3 separate regions of the Mus musculus genome follow, and regions 1 and 3 are each linked to region 2. A link is a contact called in public Hi-C data. All regions are on one chromosome and are shown on one strand. Each heading gives the region's core, a stretch centred on a gene start, on an enhancer-like site or on the middle of the called end of the contact. The rest is flanking DNA. Distances are from core to core; before and after follow the strand shown.

Region 1 (3,137 bases), core at 623-3,122, 8.2 Mb after region 2:
TGTTGTGGAAATACATTGTTTGTCTTTGGGCTAGGTGAAGAGGCCCCCTCTGCATGGCAGTTAATTGTCAGGTCAGTTCTCTTTACAGTACTGGATATTTCAGAGTGTGGGAATGTAATCTCAGATACCCTATCGTTTCTTATCTCTGGGAAACAACTCCCCAAGCTGGCCGGGCAGTACACCGGAGTCCCTTTGGGAGCCCAGCTCTGCAGACTCCACTCCTCTGGTGACTCGGCTTTGACACTACTCTTGAGGTCGGGAAGTCGGCCGGCATCCTCGAAAGCAGCGGGTTTGGTTGCAGCGGCGGCGGAGGCCAGATGGTACAAGAAGTTGGCCTGCGCCTGCACGCTGGGAGGCTTGCAGAAGCTGGTGCGCCTGAAACGGATGCTCTGCACTGACACTTGGCTGGACCCGGAGCTGGAGTCTGACTCGGTGGAAGAATCCTCCTCCTCCGAGCTGATTTCACTGGAATCCGAGGCCCCGCTGCCCCCCTCTTCCTCCTCCTCCTCTTCCTCCTCCTCCTCTCCTTCCTCCTCCTCTTCCTCTGAGGACACCGAGTTGCTGGAGCTGGACAAACTGGAGCCAAAATCCGAGTCATTGGCTGCATGGTCGGAGTAGGAGCTGGACTCGGAGTCGCTGCTACAACTCTCGGGAAAGCTTCCTAGATGGGGTTGCGGCCGGTGGTGATGAGAGGGGTGGTGACTCGGCGTTGGCTGCTGGGCTCGGTGGTGATGGTGATGATGATGGTGGTGATGGTGATGGTGGTGGTGGGGAGGCGGGCAGAAGCTGTTGACCAGATGAAACCTCTCCAAGCAAGTGGCCCCGGCCGCCGCCGCCGCAGCAGCAGCCGCCGCTGCTGCCGCCGCCGCCGCCTTGGCTTTGTAGGATCTGGGCAGCAGCAGCAGGCGCCGGGCTCCGGCGTGAGGCGGGAGCAGGCAGTTCTTGGCGCCCCCGCGCTTGCGCTTGCAGCGGTAAGTCAGGCTCACTGGGCCTCCCGCGCCGGTCGCCGCCTTGGGCTGAGGCCCGGCAGTCTGGTAGTAGGCGGCGGCGGCGGCGGCAGCAGCAGCGGCGGCGGCGGCGGCGGCGGCTGCAGCCGGGTGCTTGCTGCACAGCAGGCTCCGAAAATAAGCGGGGTCCGAGTGGAAGGCGACGTAGTTTCCCTGGAGCTGGGCAGTTTCATAGTTTAAAGAGGATTTGCAAGGCGAGCGAACGATCTCCGGGTAGTGGGAGCCCGGGTATTTGCTAAAAATCTGAGGTAGATGGGCGGCGGGGCGCGCGGCGGCGGCGCCCGGACGCTGGGACTGCGCGCTGATTGGCAGGGGCCGCGCGGCTCCGCTCAGGCCCCGCCAAAGTTGGTGCTTGTCCTTCCAAAAAGCCGGGCGGGGGCTGGCGGCGGCGGCGCGCTCTGGCGGCGGCGCCTTTGTGGCCAGGGCCCGACCGACTCTCCTTCGCTTGGTCTTGAGCACACGCTCGGTTTTGCAGGATGTGTAGAGCGCTTCTACGTCTTCCCGGGAGATGAGCGTGCATTTGGCCGCGTGGAAGGCGATACTGTTGATTGCTTTGAGTTTCCGCAACTCCTCCAGATCGCAGTGGTGCTTTTTCACTTTCAGATGATCCATGCGCTTGTGCACGGTCGTCCTCGGGATGTTTTTCAGCAGATCTGTGAAGACTTGGGAGAGAGCAAACATTTGCTTCCCTTTAATGATGAGGTAGCCGAGCCTCACGCCATCCACCTCTTCGAAACCTGACTTCAGGTCTCCCATCTCGGGCACTAAATGATCCCCACCATTTGCAGTAAATATATACGTGACGCATACATACACATGTATGTATGTTAATCCTCCGCCAGATGCTGCGTGTGTCTCAAGGCATCCTGCTAATAAAATAACAAAGACTGTTATTCCCGGCGAAGGGAGTGCCAAACTCTAGGCGAATTACTGGGGGGTTGGGGGGGGGGAAGAAAAACCCCAAGAAATTACACTGACTTGATTCTCGCTTTTTTTTTTTTTTTTTTTTTTTTTGGTTTTCGTTTTTTTAAAAAAGAGGGAAAAGACCATCCGGTTTCAGCTCTGCCAGTGTGTTGGTCTGAGTCCTCGATGCGGATCAGTACCTGGGCCCCGCTACTCCTTCCTTCTCCATTGGAGCACTATGATAATGGAATGTGAAGGGAGAAAGAGAAAAGAAATGCAGCTGCTATTCCCGCCGCTGCTTTAGCTACAAATAAAATGACAGAGTGAAGTGAGCTCGTCCGGAGACACCTTCATCAATTAATTCCCCTAAAGCCAACGCTGATTGGACACTCCTGACAGGTGATGCAATAAAAATTGATATTCCACCCCTTCCCCCCAAAATCTCCTACTAATTAGCATACCCTTATACTGCCACCTCCCCTCCCAAAGTAAATAATACAGCCGGTATATAAATCTTTCCATTAAACTATCGGAGCTCAGAAACAGCCTGACTCACAGACTTCATCAGAAGCAGTGTATGTACGAGAGAGAGAGAGAGAGAGAGAGAGAGAGAGAGAGAGAGAGAGAGAGAGAGAGAGAGAGAGAACCGTATATTCCCCTTTAAAGAAATACTGCCTATTTTTGCTTTATTTGCATTTTACCGATACAGCTATTATCGTTTCAAAGGAAAGCATTTAAAAAACATTATCAAGCTCAAATAGATATACCCCACCCTTCTTTTCTTTGGAAAATGAAGCTTAAGGGAAAACGTGCAGAATAGCCTGGTATTTCCCTTCTGGGAGTGGAGGAGACTGGCTGGGAGCTCTAAAGTTAAACCCTGAGGTGACCCAGCCCAGTACAGACTTACGTTGGCAATTTCTCTCGAGTCCCCCCACCCCCCATGCCTTTTACAACCAGAAACAAAGTTATTTGACCAAGAAAGCAGTTCGAGGCTCCACCTCAGGAACATGTAACAATTCAATTGGATTTCGCTTCTTTGCTGAGGAGTGGGGCAGGGGGAAGGTAGTTTCTCGTCAGGCCCATAACAAAGCACAGATAAGCCAGAGATGAGTACACTTTTCACCATTAACTAGCCTGGAGTAGAGGTGAGGTCATTCTAGAGTGCCCAGCACCGGCCTGAGCTGGAAGCTTGTCCACAGGTCCGAATTCCAGGGAGCAGATACTTCC
Region 2 (3,076 bases), core at 265-2,764:
CTGCGGCCCTGTTCCGTCCTTTGAGTCACTGCATCCCCTAGTGGCGTTGAGGTTTCTGCAGCCTGGGTCCAGAAAACACTGCCCGGATGAGCAAGGTCCGAAAGAGACTTCGGGTGCACCCCAGGGCAGTGTAAGAGGTGTTCCCATTCCACCCTCCAGGGCAGAGAGCTTGGCTTTAGAGGGTTACTGGAACTGAAGGCGTCATCCCCTCTTCATTTCTTTACCCCATAATATTTCCCACTTATTCAAAACTTGGATTCCCGACAAGCCCTTTCTTAAAAGTTCCAAGTAACTTCTTCTATTCTACTGTGGAGAAAAGCCATCAATATCTACCTTGAAGCCAGTGGAGTGCGGGGAGAGGGAAGGTGCGTTCTTTTTACAATACAACCCTTGAAGAAGACAAAATTTATTTAGAAATGTGCCCTGCGGGCTTGGGTTTGGAGCTTCTCCTGACACCCCCCCCCCTTTTACATCTGATCTTTGACTGAAATCAAGGCTGAATTTCTAAATACAAATTACGAAGATACCTTTTTTTTAAAAACGAGTCTTCCCTCCCTTCTGAGTTCACCCTGCACCCCTTGGTCCCACGTTTATGAGGGCGGCCCAGTCTTAGAATATCGATTTTTTTACTTTCACTCTTTGACCAACCCATCTCTCCTGGGCCAATCAAGCTGCCAGCATCTCTTCCAGCTCACGGCGCTCTCAAAACCTTTTAATTATTTAGTTGCTGTCTAACATTCACCGGAAACCATTCCATAAACAAGCAGAGAAGACCGCACACACATTTTTGCTAAAAGGCCCGGGATTAAGATCTAGAATGAGAGTTTAAAAGGGAAAAATACTATTGCTGTATCACTCATGAGTTGTATAAGGCATCAGTCAGCCAGTCCCTAGTTCACAGCTTCGAGAAAAGTCTCGAGTAAGCATATCTCTTTGGTCCCGGGCACCGAGATGTAGATGATAATAATAATAATTTTTTTAATGCGCAAAAGAAATCCTTCTGGAGACAAGAAAGAAAGCTGCTGACGCCAAGAACTGAACATGTTAGTCTATACGGCTTAGAACGTATTTTTAAAGACTGAAAAAGAATATACTTCTGAAAAGGATGGCTTCCCTAGTAGGGGCGCCTCTCTAATAGATGTAGTAGTGGGGATGGAGAGGATTATTCGTCTTAATTCAATCACCAGAGGAGCTAGACTGGATGCAAAGACACTCCCCTCCCTTGGAAAAACAAAATATCTAATAGGCCCCTCCAGGTCTGAGGTAGTTTAGGGTTGGCAGAGAGGGGTAGGGGGCCTGAGGCTAGGCGCCCCGGGCACTGGATCCAGCCTGTAGGGGGTATTTAACATGTAATTCCCAGCCGGTCCGCCCCTGTTCCCGGACTGACAGTGGGTAATTGGGAAAGAGGACGTTGCTCTTTTGATGGCCCGCGCCGGCCAGTCTCGCCGACGCCACACTGGGTTTGACGTCACGGGCCGGCCCCAGAGTCAGAAACACAGAGCAGGGGAGGGGGAGGGAAAAAGAGAGGAGGGGGATACCGGAGAGGGAGGGCCGAGGTCGGCTCCGAGACCCACCGGGAAGAAGGGGGAAGGGATCGAGTCCGGAGAGGCTGCGGCGCGTGGCCTGAGGCGGAGAGCTGGACTCCGGGGGTCTGGGCCAGGACAGGCGCCGGTCTGACCCGCCTTGCTCGCAAATGCAGGCCGGGCTTCCTCTTCCCTTGGCGGGTGGTGGGGGAGGGGAGGGGGCTTGAGGCCGGAGGGAAAGGTGGTCCCAATCCTTCAGTTCCAGAGAGCTACAAAGCTGATCCGGGCCTCGTTAAGGGACGTCTGGGTGCCCCCTTAAAGACCTGGGGTGCCACCACCACCACAACCCCAAGGCACACCGGGTCTGGCTCGGTGTACCGCATTCCCCTTCTTCCCCTGGAGCATCTGGCGGAGCTGGGGGAAAGGCAAGAGAAAGCCATCAAGGAGAATGCTGTTGCCGCTGCTGCCTGGAGTCTTTGGCTCCTGCAGTTCATGAGGCCTCTCTCTATAGGGTAAGGGGCTGACGAACGCTACGGTTCCCTGGGGACTCAGCATCTGGAGCGGAGCAGGCAAAGGCTCAGCTAGAACCGGGATCTGGGGCTGTTGTACTTGGATAGCCGGAGTCAATTTGGCCTATCTGAAAACCCAGGCCTTGAGGCTGCTGCTGGAGGCGTCAAGTTGAGCAGGGTATGTGTGCCCTCTTGGGGAAAGGGTAAGAAATGGATCTGACTTACTCTATGCGTGGAGTAAGCTGAGACACCCCTCACCCCCCTACACACACACACACACACACACACACACACACACACACACTTGCCCATCCTCAGGTCCCTCCCACTCGCCTTCACTAGGGCGACCCCATCCCTCTAGAAGTAGACACAACCGGTCCCCTTCAGAATTTGGAAGCCCTGATTGAAAAAAAAGGTTTAGCGAGTGATTGGGCCTCATCACTTGGGGCCATGGACCCAGAAGGTAGAAATCCACCCAGAGTCAACAACCCGAACCTGACTCCGAGAGAGACCAGGCGAGCTCCGCGGGGCCGAGATGCGAAAAGATGCTACTTTGGGGGTCGCGGGGGTGGGGGGGTTGTTGAGCGCAGCCCTCCAGAGAGTGACCTGCAAAGCCAAACCCCGGGGGTCGAAGTACTATAGTTACTAATCCTGGGCAGGGGTAGAAAGCGTGCCTCGGAATGCCTAGGGCTGTCATTTGAGCGTGTTTACTTAGGGACTTTGCACGCCGAGCGCAAGCGGAATAGTAGGATTCTCCTAGAGGCAGCAAATGTTTGCAGGCTGGAAAACGAAGCGGAGCGGGGCGTGCTGCCTTGTCCCTCCTCCCGGAGCCAAGGCGCCGGCCTGGGCGGATCTGATGGCGCGGTTACCGACTGAAGTGAAGCCCGGAACCTGAAGGGCTGGGAGGTCGGGGAGAAAGCAGAGCAGCACCGAAGGCCAGAAATTAAATTCACAGCCCGGGACCCCGACGACCCAAGGACTAGGGAAAAAGTCACTTCCCATTCCAGCTCGATCAATCTTCCTTCCATGCGATTGATTAATAGA
Region 3 (3,182 bases), core at 129-2,628, 8.8 Mb after region 2:
CCTGCAAAAATTCTGTTAGAAATTCCCTTTTAACTAGAACTTGAATACCTGATTGGAGGACCAGATCCAGCAGAAGAAGCGCTTCTTTTCCAAAGGGCTTTGCGAGCTGTTGAGCTCCCGTGGACTCCTTAGGTGTTCTTCCTTCCGACTGTGTTCTTGCAGCTGCTTCAGAGTTGCTGCTTCCTCACTTGTATGCCCAAGTTGTGACATGATTGTACATCTTTTAGGACTTGGTGGGGAAACTTAAGGATGCTTCAAAAAGCCTGGAAAGAGCAACTCAGTTGTAATTTGGGGAGGCTGATGACCCCAGGAGCCTAGAGGAAAACCAGACGCGCCTTGTCTCCTGCTGGACCATCGTTCGCGCGAGCTGGATGTCATTTTCAGTGGAAAAAGAGCTAGCACCCTTTTGAAGTGATGCCAACCATCAATTTTGACACTTTTTTTACACATGTGAAATGGTTAAGAGGGAGACTCTTAAGCATCTGGATTTTCAGTATTACTCTTGCGTTCCTTCTATCTTGAGCGTCTTCAAGCCCTATTAAAGTATCGTACCCTGAATAAATACGGTGGTATTCCCACAAGAAGGGCGGCATTCTGTTTGGAGTTTGTGTGTGACTTTGACGACTGAGTGTGCCAAGCACATCTGCCCTGCGTGGGCTCGGACGCCTGCCTTGCCCCAGGTTAAGTGTTTCGGGAAAGGTGTGCGGCCGGGCCGTGCTCGCTGCCCGGCCCGCCCGTTACCTGCGCCCGGCCCGCCCGACCCCGCGAGCGGAGCCAGCCCGGCCGCTGCCCGCGCGCGCCTCTTCCCGGCCGCCAGCGGGCGGGGCGGCCGCTGTTGTTTCCGCGGGCCCGATCCGGCGCAGGTTCGGCAGGGCCGAGCCGGGGCAGCGGCCGGGCGCCCCCGGCGGCGGGCCCCGCGGACGTGTGCGCCAGAAGCAGGAGACATGGTGGGGGGCGGGGCGGCGTGCGGGGCCGAGCGGGCCGCGCCGGGAGAGCGGCGTGTGGCGCTGTGGAGAAATGCCTCCGTCGCGGCCCCGGCGCGCTGCGCGGGGAGGGGAGGGGGCTGGGCGCGCGGCTCGCGGCGCGCTGCGAGGGGAGGGGGCGGCCACGGGCCCGACTACACCGACACTAATTCCCAGGCCGCCCTTAAGGAATGAGGGGAGCACGTGACCCGGCGGGGGGCGGGGGAGGGGGCGGGCGGACTCCGAGCCATTTTGGAGCCGGTGTCAGTTTCCACTCTGCCTTCAGCCGTGCATTTTTTTCCACCCTCCCCTCCCCCTCCTGGTCCTCCCTCCCCTCCCCCGCCACCCGGCCCGCAAGCACACTCGGCGCCCCCCGCCCGCCCGCCAGCCCGCCTCCCCCACGCGAGTCTGAAATCATAATCGTAGTATTAAAGGCAGAGATCGGGAGAGACAATGGGGAGGTTGGCGAGGGAGCCCCGCGCAGGCTTAGCAACACCTCCCGGCCCCGCAGAATAATACGGCTCGGCCCCTCTGCGCGCCCTCCCCCGAGCGCGGCCGGGAGGCGGCGGCTGCGCCGAGGAGGAGGAGAGGCCCCGAGGAGGCGGCGGCGGAGGCCGCGCGGAGGCGGAGGAGGCCGCGCGGGAGGAGGAGGCCGCAGCGCGCGAGCAGGAGGCCGGCGGGGGAGCGGCATGAGCGGAGCGCGGCGGCCGTGGCTGCTCTCGGCCGCGCTCGGTGCCCATTGACAGCGGCGGCGGCGGCTCGCTCCAAGATGGCCGCTTGGCTCGCATTCATTTTATGCTGAACGACTTTTAACTTTCATTGTCTTTTCCGCCCGCTCAGATCGCCTCGCGCCGGCCGCTCTTTCCGGGTACGTAGGAGGCGAGGCGCCGACGGGCCGTGGCCGGGGACTGGTGGGGGTCGGGGCGGCGTGGAGGGGGGGGGGCGGAGGCGCTGACAGCGTGGGCAACCGGCCCGCGCCCCGCGCCCGCGCCCGCGCGCCCGCCGCCTCCCGCGGCGCCGGACGCCCCGCAGCCCGCACCAGCGCCGCCTGACCGCGCTCCAGCCGCTCCGGCCGCCGCCCGCGCCCGGCCGCGCCGCGCCGCCCCACGTTTTAGTTCCCCGCTCCCCCGAGCGCCCCTCGGCACCCTCGCGCCGCACATGGTCCCCGAGAGCGGCACTTGTGTCTCCAGCCTGCGCGGCTCCCGCGGCCGCTGCGCCCTTTGTTGAGAGGTAGACTTTGCTGAAACGGGGACGGGATCCCGAGATCGGGCGCTGCCTGGGTCCAGTGGCTTCCCTCCTCTCCCGAAGAAAGGGCTCTGGAGGTCTTTGAACCTCCAGGGAACGCCCCCATTTTATAGGGATGGGTACTGTGGGGAACAGCGATCCCGACGAGGTGGGTGTTAGGCTGGGGGGAGCCCCGACAAAAATGTTATTAACTTAAGTTGGAGGGACACTTGTGTGAAATTGGATGGCTGGTAAGATGGCGGTTCCCAGTTGTTTCCAAGGTCTTGTGCATTTGTGTTGGAAAGGGTAAAGTTTTCAAGGTGGTATTTGTTGGGAGTCGAGGACAGGGGTTCCATACGTACTTGGGGCGAGCTCTCAAGGAGGTGGGCATTTAAAATTTGAGCTTTGTTTTGGAGTGAAGCCGGTGACTGTACGTTAGCCTTGCTGAGCGCCCTTTCTCTCTCCACTCTCACCCCTCCTTTTTTCTTCTTTTCTCTCGAAGACACTACAACTTTCCCCTTTGCTGTGGGATGAGCTGAGACTTAGGTCCATTGCATTTTATAGATTTTGCTAAATGTCAGAATAGGTCATGAAGTAAGGGGATGGATGCTTCGGAGAAGGAGCACTAACGCGTTGATTGCTTATGTTTACGTAGTCATTTGGACTTGACAGCGCTGGAGCATGATCGTTTCCCCAGAGCTTTACAGTTAATAATTGGAAATAAACAAGGAGAGAGACTTTGATCATTCCCAATTGCAATAAAAGGATTTAGTGGGCTTAGTGGTCACGGTTCAATATCTGAAAGAGAATTGAGCATTAACCCCTTCGCTTTAAAGTAGGCAAAATTCCGGGCATATTTACCCTAATGCAGATGTGTGGTGGCAGTTCAAGCTATTTTTATAGGAACTCCCCCAACCTTTAGGGAGACGTTGTAAAACGTAGTAAAGACTTGATACTAGAGATTGTAAATTGTTGACCACATGAGTAAAACCAAGT

The links. Hi-C and Micro-C count contacts between places; a contact is called where the count stands out from the background.
Region 1: a contact with region 2 is called in a Hi-C map of embryonic stem cells, with 14 times the contacts expected there. The contact joins the promoter of Skida1 here to the promoter of 4930412O13Rik in region 2. A contact is called at or near these places in 2 of 39 promoter capture datasets (cranial neural crest and embryonic stem cells) and 7 of 484 Hi-C or Micro-C datasets (all in embryonic stem cells).
Region 3: a Hi-C map of embryonic stem cells shows a contact between it and region 2, with 25 times the contacts expected there. The contact joins the promoter of Bmi1 here to the promoter of 4930412O13Rik in region 2. A contact is called at or near these places in 4 of 39 promoter capture datasets (cranial neural crest, embryonic stem cells, maxillary cranial neural crest and 1 more), 10 of 484 Hi-C or Micro-C datasets (CD4 T cells, embryonic stem cells, gonadal supporting cells and 1 more) and 1 of 115 datasets of contacts at active chromatin or transcription factors (embryonic stem cells).

What each region holds. Positions count from the first base shown.
Region 1 is chr2:18,046,577-18,049,713 of GRCm38.p6, forward strand. Skida1 (SKI/DACH domain containing 1) reads right to left here and starts at 1,873. Exons shown (of 1, transcript NM_028317.3): 1 at 1-1,873. The coding sequence starts at 1,763.
Region 2 is chr2:9,879,732-9,882,807 of GRCm38.p6, forward strand. 4930412O13Rik (RIKEN cDNA 4930412O13 gene) reads left to right here and starts at 1,515. Exons shown (of 5, transcript NR_024257.1): 1 at 1,515-1,948; 2 at 2,035-2,210; 3 at 2,812-3,076. It also overlaps a transcript of Gata3 not described here.
Region 3 is chr2:18,675,640-18,678,821 of GRCm38.p6, forward strand. Bmi1 (Bmi1 polycomb ring finger oncogene) reads left to right here and starts at 1,379. Exons shown (of 10, transcript NM_007552.4): 1 at 1,379-1,830. Commd3 (COMM domain containing 3) reads left to right here. Exons shown (of 8, transcript NM_147778.4): 8 at 228-592. The coding sequence ends at 287.